Regions from separate parts of the Mus musculus genome. Here region 1 is linked to region 2. A link is a contact called in public HiCAR-type data. All regions are on one chromosome and are shown on one strand. The core of a region is the stretch at or near the end of the contact, and the rest is flanking DNA. Distances in the headings are between cores, read along the strand shown. Region 1 has its middle 4.7 kb from the start of Gm36227. Region 2 overlaps Ubash3b (ubiquitin associated and SH3 domain containing, B).

Region 1 (3,904 bases), core at 226-2,725, 910 kb before region 2:
GTCACTTAGCGAGGTTTAAGAACCTGTGGCAGACACAGAACGTGTAGAGGGGTCAGAAATAGCTCCCAGGGCAGCAGAAAGCATCTATACCTCTTTTGTAAGCACATGGCAGGCTTATAACACTGCTGGGTGAACAGGTCCAGGGATATTTGAATAGCCCAGGCACTCTATTTTGATGGTCTGCTTTTTTTTCCTACCCTTGTTCTTATTTTCAGTTGGCTGTTTTTGACCACCCAGAAGGACCCAGGCTTTCAGTCTACAAAGGCCATAGAGGTGTGGACAATTTCAGCCACGGAGGCTGTTTCCTTCCTACTTAGGTTTTCCCTCTACAGCTTCCATTTCCACCCAGGATCTCTTCCCTGGTTCCTAGTCTTTTATAGCCCGACTTTCTGGGCTACATCTCTCTGGCCTTCTGGTCAGGTATCAAATGTTTGAACTCATTTTTTTAGAATTGGCTCCTGAATTCTTATGACCATTCTCTGATACAAATCTACAGTCACTAGAGAGGAAAAACAAAGGTATCAGACACTTAGCAAGATCAAGTTGATTGCCTGTAGGGCTTGCCTCCAGGTACTTGCCCCAGAAAGGATGTGACAGTAACCTAGAACTCTGATGTTGTGGTTTGGGTAGTCCAGAACACCCACGCATGGTCTCTTTATGAACCGCCTATTTAAAAAGAAAGAAAGAAAGAAAGAAAGAAAGAAAGAAAGAAAGAAAGAAAGAAAGAAAGAAAGGAAGGAAGGAAGGAAGGAAGGAAGGAAGGAAGGAAGGAAGGAAGGAAGGAAGAAAGAAAGAAAGAAAGAAAGAAAGGAAGAAAGGAAGGGAGAAGAAAGGAAGGGAGAAGGAAGGAAAGAAAGAAAGAAAGAAAGGAAGAAAGAAAGAAAGGAAGGAAGGAAGGAAGAAAGGAAGGAAGGAAGAAAGAGAAAAAAGGAAGAAAGGAAGAAAAAGGGAGACAGAAAGAAGAAAGAAAGGAAGGAAGGAAGAAAGAAAGAAAGAAAGAAAGAAAGAAAGGAAAAGAAAGAAGGAAAGAAAGAAAAAAGAAAGAAAGAGAAGGAAGAAAGAAAGAAAGGAATGGAGAAGAAAAGAAAGAAAGAGAAAAAGGAAGAAAGGAAGAAAGGGAGAAAGAAAAGAAGAAAGAAAGGAAGGAAGAAAGAAAGACAGAAAGAAAAGAAAAGAAAGAAAGGAAAGAGGAAGAAAGAAAGAAGGAAAGAAAGAGAAAAAAGGAAGAAAGAGAAGGGAGAAAGAAAGAAAGAAAGAGAGAGAGAGAGAGAGAGAAAGAAAGAAAGAAAGAAAGAAAGAAAGAAAGAAAGAAAGAAAGAAAGAAAGAAAGAAAGCAAGCAAGCAAGCTTTCTCCAGAAGCAGCTTCCAAACAGCTCAAGTTTCAGGTTTCACTGGGGGATGAAGTGGGGGCCTGCTGTCCTGGCTGCAGCTTAATGAGCCTGGTTTACTGGGACAGCTTCCTGTGGGCTCTCTGTGGTTGGGAATGAGAATTCTTATTGACAGAGGAATTCTAAGCCATTCAGACGTCTCCTCATACCTCCTTTTGGACCCTCTGGCAGCTTTGCTGCTGTTAACTGACAGCTGGATGCTGGTTCCTGGCCCACTAGGCTCCACTCTGTTGGAACCTCAAGATCTGTCTTCAGGGGTTCAACGCAAGGGTCTGCATGTGCATCTGCTGCAGTGAGACACATCTGTAACTATTTTTTCCCCTGGAGATCCCTCTTTGTGGATGTATGCTACAACATTACTCTTCTCTCTCTGTATGCCTACAGCTGCCCTACACTAACAGTTCCCACCAGCCTTTTGTGGCTACTCTTTGAAATGGGGCTAGTCCTGGTTCAGATTTCCTCTCTGAATCAATGTGTGAAGTACACATCCAATTTTGTAGAGGGTAAAATTGCATATTTAATTTTTTTTGTCTGAATGGTTTGATGAGATGATTTTATTTGAATATATTGCAAGCAAAAGACAAGAGTGTGAAGTTATAAGAACACCTCTTCTAGCTAGGGAATAGTGACGCCCACGGTGGGCAGGTAATCAAGATAATGCCCCATAGAAATGCCCGAAACCTGGTCCATCAGTGGATTCAGGATTCTGTCAGTTTGACAGCACTATCACAAGCCTACTTGGGAACATGTCCTCAAAGGATAAACCTTGTACTTACACACACGCACCATTCTTCCTAGTTGCCAGGAGGAGACCAACTTTGGCCAATACATACTCCTAAGACCATAGTATTCTTTATTGCTTTCACAGGCTCAAAGCAATGAAGCAGGCTGACTTAACTCCCCTGAAACCATGAACCCAAATAAGCATTCCCCCCCCCCCCCGTAAGATGCATTTCTCTTGAGTGTTTGTCCTAAATGCCAAAGACTAACACTTCGATAATCTTTGACAATTTATTTTCTTTAAAATGCTGATCATCAGCAGGTTGCTGTGCCGTGCTTCCGGCCTCCAATGGTGTGCTCTTTATCTTTCCTTGAAATTCATAGGTGGAAGGAGGCGTTTTGAGCTGTGTGGCACTGGATGCAGGGAACGGTGAGTGGATGTTAGTGACTGCCAGGCAACATCGAATCCAGGGTCTGACTCAGTGGTTAAAAATGCTTGTGGTGCAACAGCGAGAATCAAAGTTCTTGTCCTCAGAAATCCAAATTTATAGCCGGTCGGAGTGGTAGCCCAACTGTTGTTTTAGCCTCAGAAGAAGGAGCAGGAGGTCCCCAAAGCAAGCTGGCTCGAAAGAGAGCTCTGGTTCTGCCTGAGAAACCCACCTCAATGAGTCAGGTAGAACAGCTATAGGAAGTGACTCCGAACAGTATCAGCCTCAGACCTCCACGTGCAGGAGCACACCCATCTACATATGCAGGTACACACACACACACACACACACACACACACACACACACACACACACACACACACACACTGAAAACAGGAATAAAAAAATTCAGCATGCCCAGAATTATTCTTCACCCTCCACTTAGTGTTTAAGGTGGCATGGAGTGTCTTCTAGCTTTTGAGACCTGGAATAGATGTGAAGAGTTTAAGATGCAAAGATGGAACTAGATGAGGGCAAGCTGGAAGCTGCTGGCCTCTCTCCTCTTTTGTTCTCTCTTGGCTGTTGGAACAGACACTGATGGGCAGTTGCTGGAGTGGACAGCGTTGTCAAGTGGCCTGATCAGGTTCCCCAGCCTCCAGGTCACTGGGCAGGACGGCGCCTGGCTGGAGCCTCTGTTCCTCTCATCTGACCTTGTGAGTTATGACAAGTGGAGCTGCACTTGTGCCTGCACTGGGAGCCTCTGTTGGGTGTCTGTGATGTGCTGCACACTGGCCTCAGCCAACTAGACAAACTAGAGACAGACGAGCTCATGAGTGACGTCCCCCTTCTCGTAGCTTTCCTTCTCTTTTTTCAGAGACTCAGGTATCAGTGTTCCTCAGTGTGGGTGGGTGGATGAGCTGCTTGTATGAAAATGGAAACTATTCACTTGTGAAATAAAGTTACGTTGACCATTATGATTGATCTAAGTTCCTGGACAAGCTGCTGGAGATATTAGGTATTAGTCGGTAACAAAATAATTAAAAAAAAAAAATCTCAGTGGCTTAGCAGCAAGTTGACAACATTATTTTCACAGCAGACTCACTTTGCGCGCGCGCGCACACACACACACACACACACACACACACACACACCACATTTCTTTTACAATTATAAATACAGTTTGTTGCAACACAACAAGAAGAGATGGTGCGGTGAGCACACTTTGTTGCTGGTGCGTGGTCCTGCCTCTCTATAGCTCCCTCTCACTTTCCCTCCTCTGAAGCATCTATGGGTGTCCTGCCTTATCTTTTTTCCTGTGCTCATTTAATTATGCCCACGCACCATTACATACAGATCCCATACCTTCTT
Region 2 (3,913 bases), core at 1,384-3,883:
AAAACAATCCATCTCTCTGGACTTGCCTAGCTACCAAGGCTTTGGAGAAGTGTCTTCCTAGGCTGAGCACCTGATGCAGCAGAAACTACCATCCTCCTTCAGGCTATGCATGGCTAAAGAGCCTCATTCTTCTCCCAGAGAGCTGCTCCCTCCCGGAGAGGCATGCAAGAGGAAGGACTGTGTCTGGAATCCAACTGGGGAGAGGATAGTCTTTTTGTACTCCATTTGCAAGTTAGGGAAAGCCACACTGAGGAGTGCTTTGATGGTTGTTAGGGACCGTAAGAATAGTCCTGTGTCAGACAGCAGATTCTACCCTCAGCAGACTCCATTCACTGCCGCTGTGAGGCACCCACTTGAGGTCTCCCGACATTCACCCTGGTACCACACCACTTGATCTCCAGAGCAATCTGGCCCTTCATGCTTCTATCTGTGAAATGGGGAGAACAGCCCTTTGCACGTTGAGATACTCAGGAGGGATCAAGAGAACGAGTGATGTGTGTTGAATGGGAGGTGGAGCTACTTGCAGAATTTTAACCAAGTTGAAATTACCCCTGTGATGGCCGGATGAACTGTGAAGTCCCCAAGCCTGCCTGAATCAGGACGTGTCTTTCCACCCAGACTCTAGACTGTGTTAAGCAGTTAAGGAGATTGACATTTGAAAGGATGTTATGTTGGATTCACTATTTGGATCAGCAAAAAACAAAAACAGAAAACAAAAACACAAAAAGAAAAAAAAAAACCTCCAGTGCAATACAGATATTTTTAGAAACTATACCGAGGGTCGTGTTGTTGGTCACATACAGGCCATGTCCACTGTAGCAGAATGTCCATAGGTTAGCCCATTTTAGGTTGTCCAGGAAGCCCAGGGACTAACGTGAATGGTGACAGTCACAACTGCACTGCTTCTTTTGCTGCCCTCTTTGCTTTTCTATGGTAATTTAGAACAGACGGGAGGGAGGACCACTTGAAGGAAGCTGGAGAGTCAGAGCCTATCTGTGGGCTCTCACTGCACCTACTTCCTGTACTTAGAGAGAGTGTGTGTATTTAAAAGAAGAATAAATGACAATCAAACCAAAACATCCCATATCCATGTCGATTTAATTGTGTATCCCGATAGCCATCAGGGCCACAGACAGTAGCCCAGTTCGAGATAGTTCGTTGTGTAGCGTGTGTGTGCAAATTGAAACCCTGGCCACTGAGAAGGAACACGGATGTAAAACAAATGTGTCGTTGAAGCATCACATTGTATGTGCCTGTATGTGCATGTATGTCTTAGTCTTAGGTGTTCAGGTAAATGCATCACTTTGATTGGGCTGTATTCCATTGTCCTTAATCCAATATAGACAGCGTCCTGGGCAACTGTCTACAGAGCCAGGGAGGGCACAATCTGAAGTAACTTTCTGAAGAACTTAAGTGGATAACAGAAAAGTTTAATTCTCCAAATTGCTTATCGAAATGGCTGCGTGATCTGAATCCAGTTAACATCTTGTTGGACACTGGTCTATAAAAAGAATTAAAGGTTGGGTCCAGTTGAGCAGTCTTGGGAGTCACACTGAATCTGTGTGTAGAGAGATATCTGGATAGTCAGACTTCATATGCATACAGAATGTCTCTGCTGGCAGTAGACCCTGAGTTGAGGCTAGCTCTGCTGGCAGTAGACCCTGAGTTGAGGCTAGCTCTTTTCAATCTGCAGCTCATGCTAGCTCAGATGGGTTAGGGACAGAGCAGGAAAAAAATAATAATTTTTTCATCACGTGACTCCCCCAACACCCTTTTTTTTTTTTTTTCCTTTTTTCTTTTTGGAAAGCATTGGAAAGCCATCTGAAATATTTCAGGGGAGATGAAATTAGTGGAAGGGTTTAATACGCGATTACAAGTCCAAACAGTGTCCTACTTCACCAAGTGTGAAAATGCTTTAGTATTACTCCCAGGTAGGACTTTGTCCCTGTGATTTCTGGGTGTCTGACTGGAACAATTGGTGCGTGTTAATACACACACTGAGGCTGCCCTTTTCCCAGGCTCTTCTCACTGCTGCTTGGCTGTGAGGGGCCCTTTGGTTCACCCTGGGGTCCCAGTAACATTCAGATGACAGTGTCTCTTTCCCTTTGCATTGAGATTCATGCAGCCTGAATGGCTCATTACGTGGCCATCTGATGGCTGAAAGAGGGTTTTTTTTTTTTACCGTGTGATGAAAGGCTTGGGAGGCTTTTTATTTTAATTATACTTTAACCAAAGAGTTGTTTTAAAGTAACCTTATATTTGAAAGATGATTTTGCAAATAAAGAAATAAAAATAAAAATAGAAGAAGTATGCCTTCTGGAGCCCTGTGGGCTTGGTAAATCGCTGATGATTGCTTCCTCGCCAGTTCTGTTTGGAGTCCGTGTAGGTGGGATCCTGCTGTGTGTAGCACTGGCCTGGACATCTCCTTTCCACTCTACATGTTTCCCTGTGAAAATGCACTCTTACTTCAGTTATCTGATGTCATGGGGAACACAGTGGCAACAGGAAGAGAAGGTCCTAGCTCACTGCCTTTGTAGAAAACTTCGTTTCTGTGCTCCAAGAACAGAATTCCCCTGTTACCTAGGCGCTGGGTTTCATTTCAAAGCAGTGGTGAATTGCTCTTTTGAATCTACTCTCAGTATATGTGTGTGTTAGAATACAGATGAGCCTCCCACTAAGTTTCACAGGCATCGGCACAGTCAACTGTACCAAATCTGCACAAAGTTGGATAATGAGACTCCTGGAGATTTGCATTTAAATTGTCTAATCCGGCACATGCACGTGAGGAGGAGAAAAAGGGGGGTCTAGTCTGATGAGCCTGTGCTGTCGGCGGGCAAGGGACAACCTGACTTAATGTCTACTTAGGAGCTGTTCATGTTACAAAGGTGATGGGGGTGGGGCTGTGTGGTGCTTTTCATCGTTAAACACGTCTAGAATTGGATTGGCTTTTATAACTCTTCATCACTGGTTGCTGGGAGGGTGACTGTAGGCACTGCCTCTCGATGCAGAAGAAATAGCTGGGCTGTTACATACATATAGTATTAGGTTTGCTGTGTGTAGGTTAAAGATTTAGAGTCATTAGTAGTCAGACAATATACAGTCAGTCCTCACAGATATTTGCCTGCTGCTCCCTAGCCACTGTTCCTTGCACAGAAATTTTGCAGCTGTTCAACTATTCATGGAACCCTGTATGTGATACATGTTTTAAACGGAAACAATGTATACTGGTTCTTTGGTTGCCACTAAGATAAAAACAACATCCCAGAGCCTTTGACTCCTGCGTACACCACACTGAACCAGCTGTGTTAGGAAGGCATGTTAGTCTCTTTCTCACGCGTGAGACTTTTGTGTCTCTTTTTTGCTATATGATTTGGGTGTATTTATTTGGGGGAAAAAAAGTTTGTAATTATAAGACTAGAAAACCACACCTAGTTGGTCTGCCAAGTTCCTTGTACACTCCCCATGCTGTTCGTGCTTCCATGGCCGGGAAGCTGATCTTCCGAATAGAGCTATGGCAGCTTTGTGATCAGTTCATATCCACTGACATGATATGGTTCAGAGATGACTTAATAAAAAGAAACTGTGCCCTCAGTTGCCCCAGCACAACTACAGATTTAAGTCCTGAGTGTGGTCTCTTCCTGTTGTGTCTTCGCATGGTACTGTAAAGTGATCAATGTGACTGCGTGGGTGTCCATTAAGGGTATGACTCTTCCAACAGAGAGTCAGAGGGATGCTAGCTGCTGATGGAAAGGCGAGGAAATGCTTGCAGCCCTGTGCATCTTGGGTATTTCTGGTGAGGCATCCCGATTAAGAAGTGAGAGCCCAGTAGTCCTGGGCAAAGTGCACTCTTCAATGCCTTCGGTTCAACCTAGGCAAACCGTGGGCCACCCTATACCTTTCAGTCAATGGATTC

The links. HiCAR-type assays count read pairs that join an accessible place to other places.
Region 1: a contact with region 2 is called in a HiCAR-type map of astrocytes, with 2.6 times the contacts expected there. The contact joins two enhancer-like sites. A contact is called at or near these places in 2 of 39 promoter capture datasets (liver and pre-B cells), 1 of 484 Hi-C or Micro-C datasets (bone marrow-derived macrophages) and 2 of 115 datasets of contacts at active chromatin or transcription factors (astrocytes and pancreatic cancer cells).

What each region holds. Positions count from the first base shown.
Region 1 is chr9:41,921,937-41,925,840 of GRCm38.p6, reverse strand. No RefSeq gene overlaps it. Among named protein-coding and RNA genes, the nearest start is that of Gm36227, 4.7 kb to the right of the region's middle. Within about 2 kb of position 1,475, at least 31 of the 459 cell types and tissues checked have an H3K27ac peak or open chromatin away from gene starts, as enhancers often do. A contact at or near this core is called in astrocytes, where this site is marked.
Region 2 is chr9:41,010,796-41,014,708 of GRCm38.p6, reverse strand. Ubash3b (ubiquitin associated and SH3 domain containing, B) reads left to right here. Exons shown (of 14, transcript NM_176860.6): 14 at 1-1,083. Among named protein-coding and RNA genes, the nearest start is that of Crtam, 8.1 kb to the right of the region's middle. Within about 2 kb of position 2,633, at least 34 of the 459 cell types and tissues checked have an H3K27ac peak or open chromatin away from gene starts, as enhancers often do. A contact at or near this core is called in astrocytes, where this site is marked.